Regions from separate parts of the Bicyclus anynana genome. Here region 1 is linked to region 2. A link is a contact called in public Hi-C data. All regions are on one chromosome and are shown on one strand. The core of a region is the stretch at or near the end of the contact, and the rest is flanking DNA. Distances in the headings are between cores, read along the strand shown.

The links. Hi-C and Micro-C count contacts between places; a contact is called where the count stands out from the background.
Region 1: a contact with region 2 is called in a Hi-C map of whole larva, with 4 times the contacts expected there. The contact joins the promoter of LOC112049700 here to the enhancer-like site in region 2. A contact is called at or near these places in 2 of 2 Hi-C or Micro-C datasets (whole body and whole larva).

Annotation. Positions count from the first base shown.
Region 1 is chr15:1,824,493-1,832,324 of ilBicAnyn1.1, reverse strand. LOC112049700 (facilitated trehalose transporter Tret1) reads left to right here and starts at 3,781. Exons shown (of 3, transcript XM_024087701.2): 1 at 3,781-3,928. The coding sequence starts at 3,875. It overlaps LOC112049697 (gametocyte-specific factor 1), which reads right to left. Exons shown (of 4, transcript XM_052885702.1): 4 at 4,543-4,557.
Region 2 is chr15:1,786,257-1,794,168 of ilBicAnyn1.1, reverse strand. All of the region lies in intron 3 of LOC112049697 (gametocyte-specific factor 1), which reads right to left. The region is part of intron 1 of LOC112049700 (facilitated trehalose transporter Tret1); the gene reads left to right. Among protein-coding and RNA genes, the nearest start is that of LOC112049696, 16 kb to the right of the region's middle. Within about 2 kb of position 2,613, at least 3 of the 8 cell types and tissues checked have open chromatin away from gene starts, as enhancers often do.

The DNA of each region.
Region 1 (7,832 bases), core at 2,532-5,031, 37 kb before region 2:
CATAGGCCTCTTGCATGGACCTCCAAGAGTAACGGTCTCGAGCCGCCAGCATCCAGCGGTTTCCTGCGATCCACTTGATGTCCTCGGTCCACCTAGTGGGGGGTCGAACAGCACTGCGCTTTCCGGTGCGGAGTTGCCATTCCAGCACCTTGGGACCCCGACGTCCATCGGCTCTTCGACCAATTAGGAAACCTTAATCGGCCCAGCCGGGGATCGAACCAAGGATCTCAGTCTTGTAAATCTATCGCGCCACAGAGGCCATCGAAAACTTGCTTCTCACCACCAGTCCACCAGCCTATATTAATGGCCCACTGCGGGGCCAGGACTTCCATACCTACTTATAAGAGATGGGATATGGAGCTTCATCATATCAGCCGATGGACCTCCACTGCAGGACATAGGCCTTTTGTAGGGACTTCCAAACATCACGATACTGAGCCGCCAGCATCCAGTGAATCCCTGCGACTCGCTTGATGTCGTCAGTCCACCTGGTGGGGGGTCGACCAACACTGCGCTTACTAGTGCGGGGTCGCCATTCCAGCACTTTGGGATCCCAACGTCCATCGGCTCTTCGTTCTATGTTCCCCGTCAATTGCCACTAGCTTCGCAACTCGTTGAGATAAGTCGGTAACTTTGGTTCTTCTGACGATCTCCTCATTTCTGATTCGATCACGCAGAGATACTCTTAACATAGCTCGTTCCATCGCCCGCTGAGCCTTCTTATGAGGCCCATAGCTAGGGACGCTAACTATGAGCCTCATATGGAGCTTAGACCCACCAAACTCCAATGGCAATAATGATAAATTAATTGACGGCCACTATCAGATTCATGATAAATGACCGGGAGAGGGCCAACGTGCTCTCCGAGGCACGGGGTGTGTACTCTACCATATTCCCAACTGCAGGCTGAGAATTTCAACTGACCCAGAAGTTGAACCCAAGACCTTGTGAAAATATCGACCAGCTCTCTGACTATGTTTTTCATGAATTTTTCTTTGCTGGTGAAATAAATACGATAGCTAATCCTAGAAGCATCAAATGTCGAGCAATCGAGAGATATTACTGTAACGACTCAGTACTATAGGCCTACCTCCTTATAAGAGTGGGAGCTTAGACCCATCAAGTCGTTAAAATGCGGTTAGGCGGGATAGGTAACATCATCTATAATAAAAGAAAGTCGTGTTAGTTACTCCACTTATAACTTAAGAACAGCTGAACCGATTTAGCTGAAAATTGGCAGGGAGGTAGTTTAGAGCCAGGAGAAGGACATAGGATTTTTACTTTTTTTACGTTTTTTTTTTACGGGTAGGGTAGAGGTAGTTGAAAGTTTACATCGAGTTTCACGCGGACGAAGTTGCGGGCGTCCGCTAGTTTATTATAATAATTATACGCTGCGATTTTTTTATATATAGTGCACAAGTGTGTGCGGAAGCACAGGTGCATTCTCTATTTCCTCACTCTCATAGCCCGATGGGACGGCAGACCGACAAAACCGGCGGTAGATCAGGCGCAGGGCTTTACGTGCTCTCCGAGGTACGGAGGTGTACTAACTTCAGGCTGCTATTAAGATTTTTTTTATTTAAAAGTTTAAATGGCAATATGTGAGTCCACCTCAATTTTTGTTTAAGAATATTATTTACTTACTGACTTTCAAATGAAAAAACCGCATCGCAATCGGCCCATCCGTCTGATAACGAAACCACAGACAGACAGACAAACAGACATCGCAGTAGTCAATCTTAGTTACAAGTTACATCATTTTGGAAAAGAGCTGATATGCTTACATCGCTGGACCGATATTAACCAAACATATTTAGGAATCACCGCAAGGAAAGTGGCTTTCAAATGAAAAAAACCGCATCTAAATCGTTGAGAGCTAGAATGACACACACACACACACACAGACAGACATCGACGTTAAACTTATTATACTTACTCCTCTTTTTGCGTCCGGGGGTTAAAAATGGTTGACATGTTCGACTAAGCATAATGAGCTGGCTGGGTTCGAGCTTTGGGCCGGGTTAAACAATAAAATTACTAGGTTTCTTTTAAATGACATTCTTTAATTGATTTTGAAACACGGCTAAAACTCACGTGATACAAGGTCAGAGTATGCCCGAGTAGTTTCGAACCCATACGGGGCCCTTAGTCATGTGCTGGTTCTTGCAACGCGGCACGATCCAAACTGACTAAATAACACTCACAATAGTTTAAACTCTATAAAAAAGTCATTCTTTAATTTTATTAGACCGGTAAGAGTGTATGCCTAAGAACTATCGAACTAACTACCCTAGGTAGGTAAACATAAGTCTGTGATAAATTTTAAGTACTTTATTGACTTAAATTAGCCGATAGGCCATTTAAATGCACTTGAAACATAAAATTATTATCGGTGCCAAGTTTAGTTGCGTCTATGTGTCCGCAGTTGCGTCAGAAGAGAATGATAAGCATTAACAGAGGTCCAGACGTGCCCGCGGTCTCCTAACTCCTATTCATCTCTACAATACACGCGTGTCTATACATAAAGGGTGACTTTTTGGGAATGGTCAGTTCCTCCTTGCGTCGTATTCCTCATCACTGAGGGTTGTGACCACTAACACAAGCTTGCTACTTGTCGCGCCATGTGGCTCGGCTTTTCACAACCTGTAAAGCCTCGTGTTAATTTTTTGGTTGAAAGAGTAGAGTATACTTTCATATTAGACTTTATTTAATTTTCACGAAAATCTGTTCAATAATTTTGTGTTAAAATAAAAATAACTAAAATAAGTTATGAAATTGCCCATTCTGTGGCGTTGAACCGATTTCAAAAAAAGGAGGAAGTTATCACTTCGTCGGAATCTTATTTTTTTTATTACTCGAAGACGCCTGAACCGAAAAATTCTTTTTTTGTATGCTTTCCAGTTGGTCCCATAGTCATCATGTCAGGATCTGATGATGGGATCCTGGAGAAATCGAGGGGAACTTTCAGAAATCGTATAGGCAACTATAGCGTTTTATATTTTTTCCATTAACCACTTTAAAGTACTACAACTTTATGAAGGTCTGGAGTCGATCTGATGGAGTTGCAGACCGCACTAAGGAACTCTTTAACGGTTTACTACAGTTACCTTGTGTTTGGACTTGATTAATTTGTGTCGACAAGAACTTTCTACCTAGATGGGTTCTGACTGTCATTAAGGATCTGATGATGGAGACGAGGGACAATTAAGGGCACTCCTCAACGGTTTACAGTATGAGAACTTTAAATCTAGATGTGTTGTGACTGTCATTATGGGTGTTACAGACGAAGGAAGCTCCTCAACGGTTTACAGGAGCTATGTTGTAATTGGGCTTGATTAATTTATATTGATAACAACTTTACATCTAGATGAGTCAACAGAAACAAAGAAGATTTTCAATGTTCATATTTCGTAGGGGTACCGTACCACCTATAAACCCACGGATATGTGAAGCAAACATATAATATGCGCAGCTCTTTGCTCTGTGAAATGTATGACCTATCAACTTTTTATTACAGTCTTTTCCTTCCAGCTAATCTTCCAAAAGATTTTCACCGTTAGATTAATCTTGAAACAGTATTTCAGGGAGCCTAAAATACTGTTTAACAAAGTCAACAATATCGCGAAGTTTGTATTAGAAAAAAAATCACCTACCTATAAATCGCGAACGACTACTAGCGAGTACATATTTTTGCACCACTGCATCCATCTGAAATCTCACCCTTAGTACAGAGGGTCCATAATAAAGACGCTTTACGCATGCGTCGCTTTGGGGTGACAGTCGTAAATACGAATAACATCGCGTCGGAGCTACAGGGACAAAAATCCCTTTTCTTAAGTAAACTTATTCCGTGTTCTATCGAGTAAGTGCAATTATGGCGGAAAAACCGGCAACCCCCGCAGAGACGATCGGACTTCTAGAGAAAAAGGTAAGTGTTTGAGTGATGTAATGACATTTAGAGGTCATTCTGCGGGGTTGTTGTAAAGGTCATATGGTTATAACCTCAAAATTCTACCGGTGTGTGATAAATCCATTCCCCTATTAAATGTATTAATTATATATCTACTGTATGTACCTAAAGTGTAAACAGGGCTATGAACTATGACATAGAAATAGGACTTTTTCTTGTTTTGTTAGGCATGCCCTATTAGTTTATTTGATGTCCCCTGAATGTTTCGGCTAATTGGCATCATCATCAGCCTATTTTAACGGTGCAATCAGGACCAGGCCTCCTATTGAAGAGGTGATATGAAGTTCAGACCCACCACGCTGTTCCAATGTGGATTGTCGGGCTTAGAATGGTGATAATATTGGATCACTCATTTATTTATTTATCTTTTTTTTTAATTTTTAACAATGTTTATTTAATATACAAAACACTATTAATAAAAAAATTATAAAAATAAACCTTCCCACTGCGGGACATTCGAGTGCCCAAGCAACCGGTGGTCAGGGCTCCAGAGTTAGGAATCTCCTCAAAAATCACTGTCTTTTGTATCCGACTCTTGATCCAACAGTCGAGTGAAAGCTTCTTATGATGTTGGTCGAAACTTTTCGCTATAAAACCAAAAAATATTGGATTATTATTAGTAGGTATACATCCGGTACTATGCCGTGTAGAAACCGAAAGGAGTGTGGATTTTCATCCTCTTCCTAACAAGTTAGCCCACTTCCATCTTAGATTGCATCACCACTTACCATCAGGTGAGATTGTAGTCAAGGGCTAACTTGTAAAGAATAAAAAATACATTAAGTAAGTAGGTAGTTTTATCAGATGGTAATGATAACCGAGAATTAGCTAAGGAGGAAAACTTCAGGTATATTTAATAAATTATCTTTAATTAAGCATTAATATTCTTATGGAATTCAGTATCTAAGTACATCTCTTAAATCTATGGTAAGTATGTAGGTAGGTGTTTAAGAAATTAAATATCACGTGTCTCAATCGGTGAAGGAAAACATCGTGAGGAAACCTGCATACCAGAGAATTATCTTCATTCTCTGCGTGTGTGAAGTCTGCCAATCCGCATTGGGCCAGCGTGGTGGACTATTGGCCTAACCCCTCTCATTCTGAGAGGAGACTCGAGCTCAGCAGTGAGCCGAATATAGGTTGATGACGACGAAGTATGTAGGTATATTTACCTATCTAACTATTTCACAAAGACAAAGTAGGTAGTAAGTGTGTAGATTTTATCTTGATTTTCGCAACATAACCGACTTCAAAAAGGAGGGGGTTCTCAATTTGATTGGTATTTTAGCCATATCTTAATTAAATAATATGACTATAATACATTTAGTTAGTGTACCTAAATAATAATTGTAACAGCAAACTTAAGTTCAAATAAAACCGACATATACAAACTAGGTAGGAGTCTGTGGACTAATATATCCTTGTGTTAGGACTTAGGAACGGTTCCAACAGTACCACAGAAAACATATAAGTGCAAGTATTACTTCAATTCATGAGTTATCAAAATCAGAAAAATTATATGAAATTTAATTAAAACTAACAATTAAAAGTTGTGATTCCGATTTTTATGCATCAACTTTTTGCCAAACACACATTCGCAAATATTGTTAGCGAACATAATTATTAATTGCTAAAACATCAGGTGAGATCGCGGTAAAAAAAAGTAAAAAAAAGTGTACACCGAAACTTACATAGAAGGTTCCGTATTGCCAGACCTCCCTCTTTAAAGGTGAGAGGATTGGCCACCCACCCACCACGCTGGTCCAATAACTGTAGTCGACAGCAACGAAAGTTATTTTAAACAAATAATACCTAAATATTGTCTACAATTACCTACTTGTAGATATGTTTTCTGTGCTACAATGTCGAGTTAAGTTGTGTTTTGGAGCTGTAGCCAAGTGGCACGACGGCTCTCTTTCTACGATCGCAAACGCTTCGAAAACTAGGATAGTGAACAAGATCTGTCATTCCCATACATTTTTCTAGTTTTCGAAGTCGTCGTGCCACTTGGCTACAGGGGCAGTGTATAAACTTTAGATACATTATAGTGTAAACACAAAATTGTAACTTGTGTAACTTGTGTGCTCAGTGGAGTAGAAATATTCGGATCACTTTTTTGCAGTGATTTTGTAGGCACGAAACATATCTAATAGTATAAAATTGATGGCTAAGAATAATTACTACATACTTCTCGGAAGAAAGAAAGTTCAATAGTTCCTAGCCCAACCCTGGATTTCGGTAGGACCCTAAAGTTAGGAAATTGGTGTTTACACCTCCGAGCTTCCAAGACTGCACTGCAGGTTCCGATATTATAAACATCTGAGGGTCTGTAGCCATGTGGCACGTCGACTCTCTTCCTACAAATGCTTCGAAAATTAAAAAAATGTTCAAAGTCGACAGGTCACGTGATGAAGTTTTTGTTAGGATCTGTCATTGTCATACATTTTGTTAGTTTTCGAAGCGTTAGCGTTTGTAGAAATAGAATCGACGTGTCCCGTGGCTAGAGGACCTGATAGTGATCATTACATGGTGAAATATTATTCTAAACGCCACGCGTATTGAAGTAGCGTAGGTCTATTCTTCAAATCCCGTTTCTTATATGGAGAGAAGCCTGACTTGCAGATGATGATGAAAAATTTAAATCCTTTTATGAGCTTTATTCCTGAAATGCTTGAAATGATTGCGTAACTACGAGTATCTTTATTGGATTTGGAAAGATTGACGTCATTCAGCCCCCACGCAGTTTCGGTTTTCGGTGTTACGCCTCTGTGACGCAATTCCTCAAACCCCTTGAAAGGACCGCCATTTTATTTAAAACTTTGTTTCATCTTATATTTAGGAAGTGATTGGTATCATACACATATTATTATACCATACCATTCACTTTTTTTAATTTAAATTAATATTATAAAGAGGAAAGATTTGTTTGTTTGTATGTTTGCACAGAATAGGCTCCGAAAATACTGAACCGATTTGAAAAATTCTTTCACTGTTGGGAAGCTACATTATCCCCGGGTGCTATAGGCTATATTTTATCCCCATATTCTTACGAGAACAGAAACTACGCGAGTGAAACCGCGTGGCGTCTGCTAGTTCAGATACATACAAGTTGGTAGAAAAAACTTTATGTTCTCAGCTTGGAGTTGGAAAGTTGATGGTAATACACCCCTTGTCTCGCTTAGCAATATCGTCGCCGTAAACCAAATTCCCATCAGGTAGACCCCTAAGGGTCCACAGGAGACTCAACAGGGGTCTACGTTGGGGTGACAAATAAATGGGTGTTCACGGCTTTTAAGCGGGGGTCCACGAAACTTGATCTAGTTTCATGCTGAATTGGGCGTTTTTCTGGAGCAATCCTTGTGCTGTATAAGTTAAATAATTAAAAGTTAAGTTGGATGGAATCACTTATTTTATTGGCCAACTTTCCTTTTTACATCCAGTCACAGCAAAATTAATCATTTATTTAATTCAGCAATTAATTCTCACTTTTTTTTTGAAAACTGATAATATTGTTGTTTGGAACCGCAACGGAAGTTTCCATAGTCATACATACTTTTTTCGAATTTTGGGAAATGGTAATGCAGCTGCAAGGCGTCCACCACAATTTGCTAGATTTTAAAAGTGGTCTATGGGAAAATAAAGTTTGCGAACCTCTGATTTAAATGATCGTTACAGTTAGTAACATCTTAAACCCGTATTAGAGTAGCATGGTGGGTCTAAGCTTCATAATACTAAAAATAATAGTGACTATTTTAACATCCCTATGTATTAGATAAGATGAAATAAACAGAACGATGTCTACGATAAGCATTCCTTGTGCGTAGGTAGATGGCCGACCGGATACAAATCATCTGAGAAAATT
Region 2 (7,912 bases), core at 1,364-3,863:
AAATATTCAGAACTGAAGTTTTTTAAAAAAAATACCTAAACAAGAAACAATAATTCCACACTTTAATCTAACAGGCATAAGTGTTTATTTATCTACTTGTGCAAATTCTTGAAGTGGTTCTAAAGAAACACACTTTATATTCTTTGGTATTACATAACAAGCACTCCTAATCTTAATCCGAAGATGACAGTGTTAGCGAATGCTATTTATCTGTTATTGTCACCATTGAGTGGGCAATATAATAAAGAGATAACGATGAAAACTGTAAAAAAACTGTTACTACTTATAAATTATTATCTCAATTCTTAAATACTTCTATGGAGGGACAGTACCTAATTTTGACAACGCGAGTTAAGGACTAGTAAAGCCGTGATAGTGGATATGACCTCTGCTTCCGATTCCGGAGGGTGTAGGTTCGAATTAGGTACGGGGCATACACCTCCAACTTTAAATATCACGTGTCGTGGAACGGTGCAGGAGAAACATCTTGTGTCAGGTCAGCAATCAGCGTGGTGAAATATTTGGCCTAACTCCTCTCATTCTGAGAGGAGACTCAAGCTCAGCAGTGAGCCGAATATGGGTTGATAATGATGATGATGATGAAGTTATGGACAAGCCATACCTCATTTTATGAAGGCAAAATTTTGTCAGACACAAGGTTTTTAGCTATTAGGAAATTCCTTCTACAATATAGAATTCCTAGCATTATGGAGAATATACTTTAGTAGCTTTGGAAGATAGCAGGTTTTAAGGGTTCAGACCTTCAGCTGACCAAGTATAAAGCGTCGTACTGATGAGGCAGTAACGAAACAGTGCGACGTATCGGACGCATCGCATCAAACGGATTTTAATTTTACGTTAGATAAAATCCGTTCGATGCGGATCAGTGGACGCACTTGAATGACTTTCTATACAAAGAATACTAAAATCCGTTTGATGCGATGCGAATCTGTGGACGCCTGCCGTTAAACAAACGTCGACTTCCGTTTGTTTTTGTTTAATAATAAAATTACTTCTTTCCTGGAAAATTGAAGGGTGGAAAACTAGTAACTCATTACAGTATGGTAGATATACAATGAAGTGTTTATTACTTACTATAATGCTCTTGGGAGGGATTAGGCGTAATGAAGCTTCTATCGGCATAATTGAAATAGATAAAATAGATTGCAATCGATATAAAACAGCCTGTTTATGTCCGTGGGGGTTTTAACGCTTTAATTTAATCGATTAGAGTGATAAATGTTTACTACTGCAGGTGTCTGTTACATACCCGGGGTCTTTTGACCCCGTAATTTACACGTAACTTTAATGCGATACTTAGTCAGAGTGAATGGATATACCACGTAACCGATGGTTACTCCTTCCCTCTTTCCCTCCCTTCAATACTGAACTAAGTTGAAGTTATACGAGTACGTACTTCCTTTTCTTCCTTCGCACGATCGAGAAGTCTGTTATTCTTAACCGCACGATATCGCAACGAACGTTTAAATATACCATTTTGTACGTGTCTAGGTCTTTTAATTTTTACTAAAACCATAATTAACTATTATTTTTTTTCTAAATGTTCATAAGACTTCGGAATATACATGATATTCGTATATTCCTGATTATCTCTGAATTTATTGCGAAAACTAATAATATATGGTGTTTAGTATATTCTTTAGGTAAAAATGTCGAGTGCTATCCAAAAAGATTTATCTGATTGGATATCTTGAGTTGCATTTGATAAAACGTGACATTTTTGTAAAGATTTCGAAATTTTCGCAGATCTTTAGACAGTTATCAAGTACCTGTCTTTTCGAATATATCGTGTGTGTTGCAATCAAAACTTGCCCTATAGTGTTATTTTGCGGTATTACTTTACACCATTATTCATAAATATTTATTTATTTATTTAGTATTCTGGGAAGTCCCTACTAGAGAACAAGGCCTAACAACGAATGCCCATGGTTTGAATAAACGAATGTGATTTTTCATAATATCTATAACACTTGATATACAAGGTTAGATAAAACGAGTAAAAGTGCTTGATAAACTGTAAACTCCTTGGAATAACTTTGATATCTTAATTTTGAAAATAACATTTTAACGTCGTCGGAATAAAATAAAAGTCTGAATAGGATAAGTGTCGGGGTAGGGTTGTCAAAAATAGAAAATAATGTATTTCATGGAAAATGAAAAAAATTAAGACGATAATATAATATTTCTTACTTACCTTCTTATGTACATTTTTTATTTGTAGTATAAAAACTATACTTTTTATAGTTTTTTTTTTGACATTAGGTACATTTTTAAATTAATGAAAGAAAAAGATCTTTTTTATTTATTCCTATAAAACGTTTGAAACTCAATGAGAGTTCGAATTTCATAATAAGTTCGGATATGCTAATACACTCTATTGAATCAGTCAAAAATTAAAAAGGACCTGAAATACAGCATAATACTAAGAATCGTATATTTTAAGGTTGGCAAACCTAGGTCGGGGATTTGCAGGCAAAGAGCCATCTACTTGTTATGAATAATGGAGTAAAATTATCACGTAGGTATAGGTTCTTGTTTTGAGTGATTCCATTCGTTATGAGCCATGTTTCCCTCTCGGATAAACACGGGTGTGGCGATAGGCGTGTTTCCGGTCAGCCCGTCGCTCGCCGCCGGTCTTCTGACCGCGGATCTGTTCATGAGTATACCCAACTCTATGGCCACGACCTCAACCTTCCGACCACCACCGTTAAGTCTACGCGGCTATAACATGGTAGGTATCAGTTTACGGTTTTATTTTTTTCCCTAACTTTTTTATTCAAATAAATGTTACCTGACAGATTTCATTTGACGTTAATTAAATGTTACCAGACTGATTGGTTTTACCTGATTTTAAGTGACCATGCAGTCTAGATGTTTGCGGGATAACTTAAAAGAGGCACACGTTTATTTCATTTACCAGTAACCATGGTAACCACGGCCTTTACCTACCAGACCAGACCTAAGCTAATATAAAAAAATTCTTTAAATTAAATTCTAAATTGATCTGAACTGGGAATAGAATCTTGTTGATAACCGCACCAACCCTAGTCTGAAGTTAACTATATTAATTGAAAGAAAATTAAGATACTATTTTACGCTTTTCATGGGTTTTACTTACGTCACAATTACTCATCGTGATCTCATCTGATGAAAACACAATACCTAATTACTTACCTTGTTTAGAATGGACAATAAACATCAAGGTAGAATTGTAGTATTATAAAGAGACACCTAGATCCTTTATCCTTTAATGCACTTCGTAGAATATATAGATGACTAGATTATTATCATCAGCCGATGAACATTGTTGGACATGAGTCAGCCAGCGGATTAATACAACCCATTTGATGTCATTGGTCCACCTATTCGGGGGTCTACCAACTCCGCGCTTTCCGGTGCAAGTCGCTATTTTAGCATCTTGGGACCCCAACGTCCATCGGCTCTTCGAGCTATGTGTGACTCGTTGACCATTGAGATGTTAGATACTTTGGTTTTCTACGAACCGAAATTCTATGTGAAACACTACCATCTCTCCTACTCCTGGCTACTATTGAGAATTTCTCGGAAGAAAGATAATGTCACTAATTCATTGACTGATTCGTAACTGGAACTTTCGAAGCCTGAAAGAACACAGAAGTTAATTAAAATTTTTACTATTACGTACCTAAACATTATAAACTTCTGTTTACAGAAAATAAATTTTGGGAATCTTTCTCACACATTGAAATGCGTTATGTATTTACAAGTAAAGTTCTCATTGTACTATCGTCTATCGTTGTAAATGTTTCAAAACAAAACTTCCTTTGTTATTAAAACCTGAGCTGGAACGTTAGTTTGGTTACTATTCTGTAGTCTGTGTTAGTATCTTAAAACGCAAAGCTATGTGGGCATAGTTGTTTAAAGCGAAATAATGATTATTTACGGCAGCATATTCATAGGTATTACGTAATTCCGCAAAATATTCGCAATCCAACGGTAAAACATTCCTTTGCTCATGTATCAACAAATTCCATTCAAAATGAATTTTATTTTTATCCAAATGTAGTTATTCAGATTTCAGACATGGTCGGAAAATTTAACTTAAATAGTAAATGTAATTATTTCGCAATGTTACTAAGTATGTTTTTTCTTATGTTCGTCGGCGTGAAGATGAAAAAACCATTAAACTTGCTTTTTATACTTACTTAACTACTCATCTCATGGTTGTGGTAGTTTATTTATGTCTTAGTAATTTTATGATGTATATGGTCAATTGTGCTAAATCCAGTTCTAAACCCTGCCTGTTCAACAGGTTGAAAACTATCAATTTGTGGTCCGATTCTACTTAAAAGTATTGATGTAAATAATTTATAAATGCTTGAGAGAAGACTTATAGGTCGATAGTTTGAAATTTGTAGAGGGTCGCCTTTTTTATACAAAAGAATGATTTCCGAAGTGGTCCATTGATATGGTACTTGTCCAGTATCTATAAATATATTAAATAGTAATGTTAATGGAGCAGTTAGTAAGAGCGCTGCAGTTTTTATAATTTCATTTTGGATGTTGTCTGGCCCAATAGAACTAGAACTGGATTTAGCACAATTGACCATATACATGTAATGGAACAACTTATTGAGAAATATAGAGAATTCAACCAACCGCTATATATTGCCTTCATAGACTATACAAAAGCATTCGATAGTATATCTCACCATTCGATTTGGAAAGCCCTAAACAATTGCAAGATAAACAAACAGTACATTGACATCTTAAAAAATGTTTACATTAATAGTAAAAGCAGAATAAAGTTAGAACAATGCGGAGAAGAAATATATATTCGTAGAGCAAGGTAGAGTAAGGTAAGGCAAGGCGATCCTATATCCCCAAAACTATTTGTCGCAGTTTTAGCAAATGTTTTCGACCAATTAGACTGGGCAAATGAAGGTATCAACATATCTGGAAAATATCTGAGTCACCTCCGATTTGCTGATGACATTGCACTTTTTGCAGAACACAGTGATAAGCTCGCAAAAATGATCAACACTTTGGACACAGAGAGTAGGAAAGTTGGACTAGAAATGAATCTAAACAAAACCAAAATAATGACCAATACTTCAAAAAATATAATTATGTTGAACAATACAGTAGTGCAATACGTTGATTCTTACATATACCTCGGAAAACAAATTTCATTTAGTGTAACAAGTGCAGAAGAAGAAGTAGAGAGACGAATTACTTCTAGTTGGAACAAATACTGGGCGCACAAAGAAATCATGAAAGGATCCTATCCACTCAAACTTAAAAAAACAGTATTTGATACATGCATCCTCCCTTGTCTAACCTACGCCAGCCAAACGTGGGTTCACACCAAAAATATAAATATGAAAATTGTAACATGCCAGAGGGCAATGGAGAGGAGCATACTTAATCTGAGAAAAATATATAAAGTAAAAAGTGAAGACATAAGACGGAAGACGAAACTGACTGACGCATTGAAATATGCCTTGAAACTTAAGTTTAAGTGGGCAGGACACGTCTCAAGACTAATAGACGATCGATGGACGTTAAAAACTACCGCGTGGCCTGGCCCACCGGGTAAAAGAAAAGTAGGCAGACCAAAGTCGCGCTGGTCCGACGACATTGTCGGGTTAGCAGGCAGAAATTGGCTCACAGTCGCAAATAATAGAACTAAATGGTATCGGCTGGAGGAGGCCTATACCCAATGAGGGGTCCTTACTGCATAGTTAAATATATTTAATTAATCAATTAGAAATAAGACTAACCTACTAAAAACAATTTGAAAGTGTTACTTTTCTTAGTTGTAAACATTGTTAAATTATAGAAATGTAAGGAATAATAAAGGCTTTGAAACTTGAAACTTGAAATTTTATGATGTGGAATGCTCTTCGAGCTTCCGTTTTCTCCACCACCTACAATATGGGTATCTTCAAGTCAAGAGTAAATAGGCATCCTCTGGGCAAGCACGTTCCACCATAGGCTGCATGATCGTTTACCATCAGGCGTGATTGCAGCTAAGCGCTTGCTTATACTTACAAAAAAATACATTATCAGCTTATCTCTCTACAGGCCTCCCTCCTTATTGGAGAAGGGTTATGGAGCTTAGACCCACTACGCTGTTCCAATACGGATTGGCGGGGTTAGGGTGATAATGTTCTCAACTACGTAACGAAGACTATTACACACGGTAAAGTAATGATAATGACCGGGGCCGACGGCTTAACGTAGGCGTCCACAGATTCGCATCGTACGTTATGGACGCATCACATCAAACGGATTCTATACTCCACGAAACAGGTCCCGTAGACGCGGCAAATGTTTTAATGGCGCTCATTGTAATTTGGTAATGGCGGTCTTTTATTGTAATTTGTGTAAGGCGCTGTCAATTTTAATTAAGTTTTTAGCCGCGGGACTTCTTTCGTGGCGCGGAGTCGATGGAGTTCTGTGGATGCCTACTAAGTACCATTAACGTGCTCTTCGAGGCACGGGGTTCCAAATAAAATAATAAATAAGTTCCAATTATTTGTTTTCTACAAGTATCAGCACCGCTACTTCGTCCTTCGTCGTTCGTTTTTCCCTGAAAAGCAATATATTTCTAATCTATCTATTAAGTAATGCTACCACAGTTAACTACGTAGGTTTCTATTCAGCGGTTTACTGTAACGTTCAAGTAATAATGGTAAATCACTCACGTGTCCACACAAGATTACGAATATACCTCTTATTGTATTGTATTATGGTTCAATATTGTCTACACTAGAGTTACAGTACAATAAGTAGTTACATGTTCTGATGCGGTCGAATGATGGTAGACAAGTCAAAGTCAAGGCCGAAAACACATAGAAGTGATAAATGTTGTCATTTCTACGGTTATTATTTTGTAGTCCATACAAATAGTATGGTTATTTGTATGGACATCCATCACCGATCGTTAGTCTAATTTTAGTAGGTATATTTTTTTTAAGTAAAAATAACTTGTACGTTTAATAATAGACTTTTTCGTTTTCAGCTATGCTCATTTATATATAAAATTTAAAACCATATGGAAATAGGTATATTGATTTTTTATACTTGTTGGTTGTTAACAAAGGGACGAAAACATAAGTAAAGTGGCGGGTTTTCGCTAGTTATCATATAATTTTACATTATTTCCAAATATAACACGATTATTATTTTAAGACAAAATAAACATTAACTTCGTATTTACAGTACCTATAGTCGATTGTTATGTTAATTATTTTCGACAAGATAAAATATATAGTTATAGTTAGTTATAGGTAGGTACCCTACTTATGTGTGGTCTACTTTCCTACCGACGTGTTTTTCAGCTTTCATAATTATCTTTCCGATTAAGATTATGTTTCGTTGCACGAAATTGACGTAAAATAAAAAAAAAATACGGAAGATATAAGTCTACTTTTACAAGATACCTGCTCTAAATGATTCCGAGAAGACTATACTCGTATTACGTATTACTTATGTATAAAAATTAAATAAAACTTTATGAAAACTAAAATCCACTGAATCCTAAGTTCTAAAGAAAAAAATGTCATTATTCATTAGTTACCTAGGAACAAATGAGTGTAATAAAGTTCAAGCTTGTGATTAAAAAGTAAATTACTAAGTTTATTAAAGCCTGATTGAAAATTAGTTAGGTACTCTTGTGTTGTGGTTTGCTGCGAGAATCATGAAAGGCGTTTTAATTTATTTTTTTGCAAATACGCTTTACGTGTGTTTTAAATATATAGTTTATCATTTCCGCTTATAAATCTAATCTCTTTTTATCATTTTAGACTGTTATATATTGCAATAAACAGATAAGATTTGTACAACATATTGTTACTTTTGGTTGTTTTTGAACGATAATGTAAACTTCAATCTGACAATCACATTA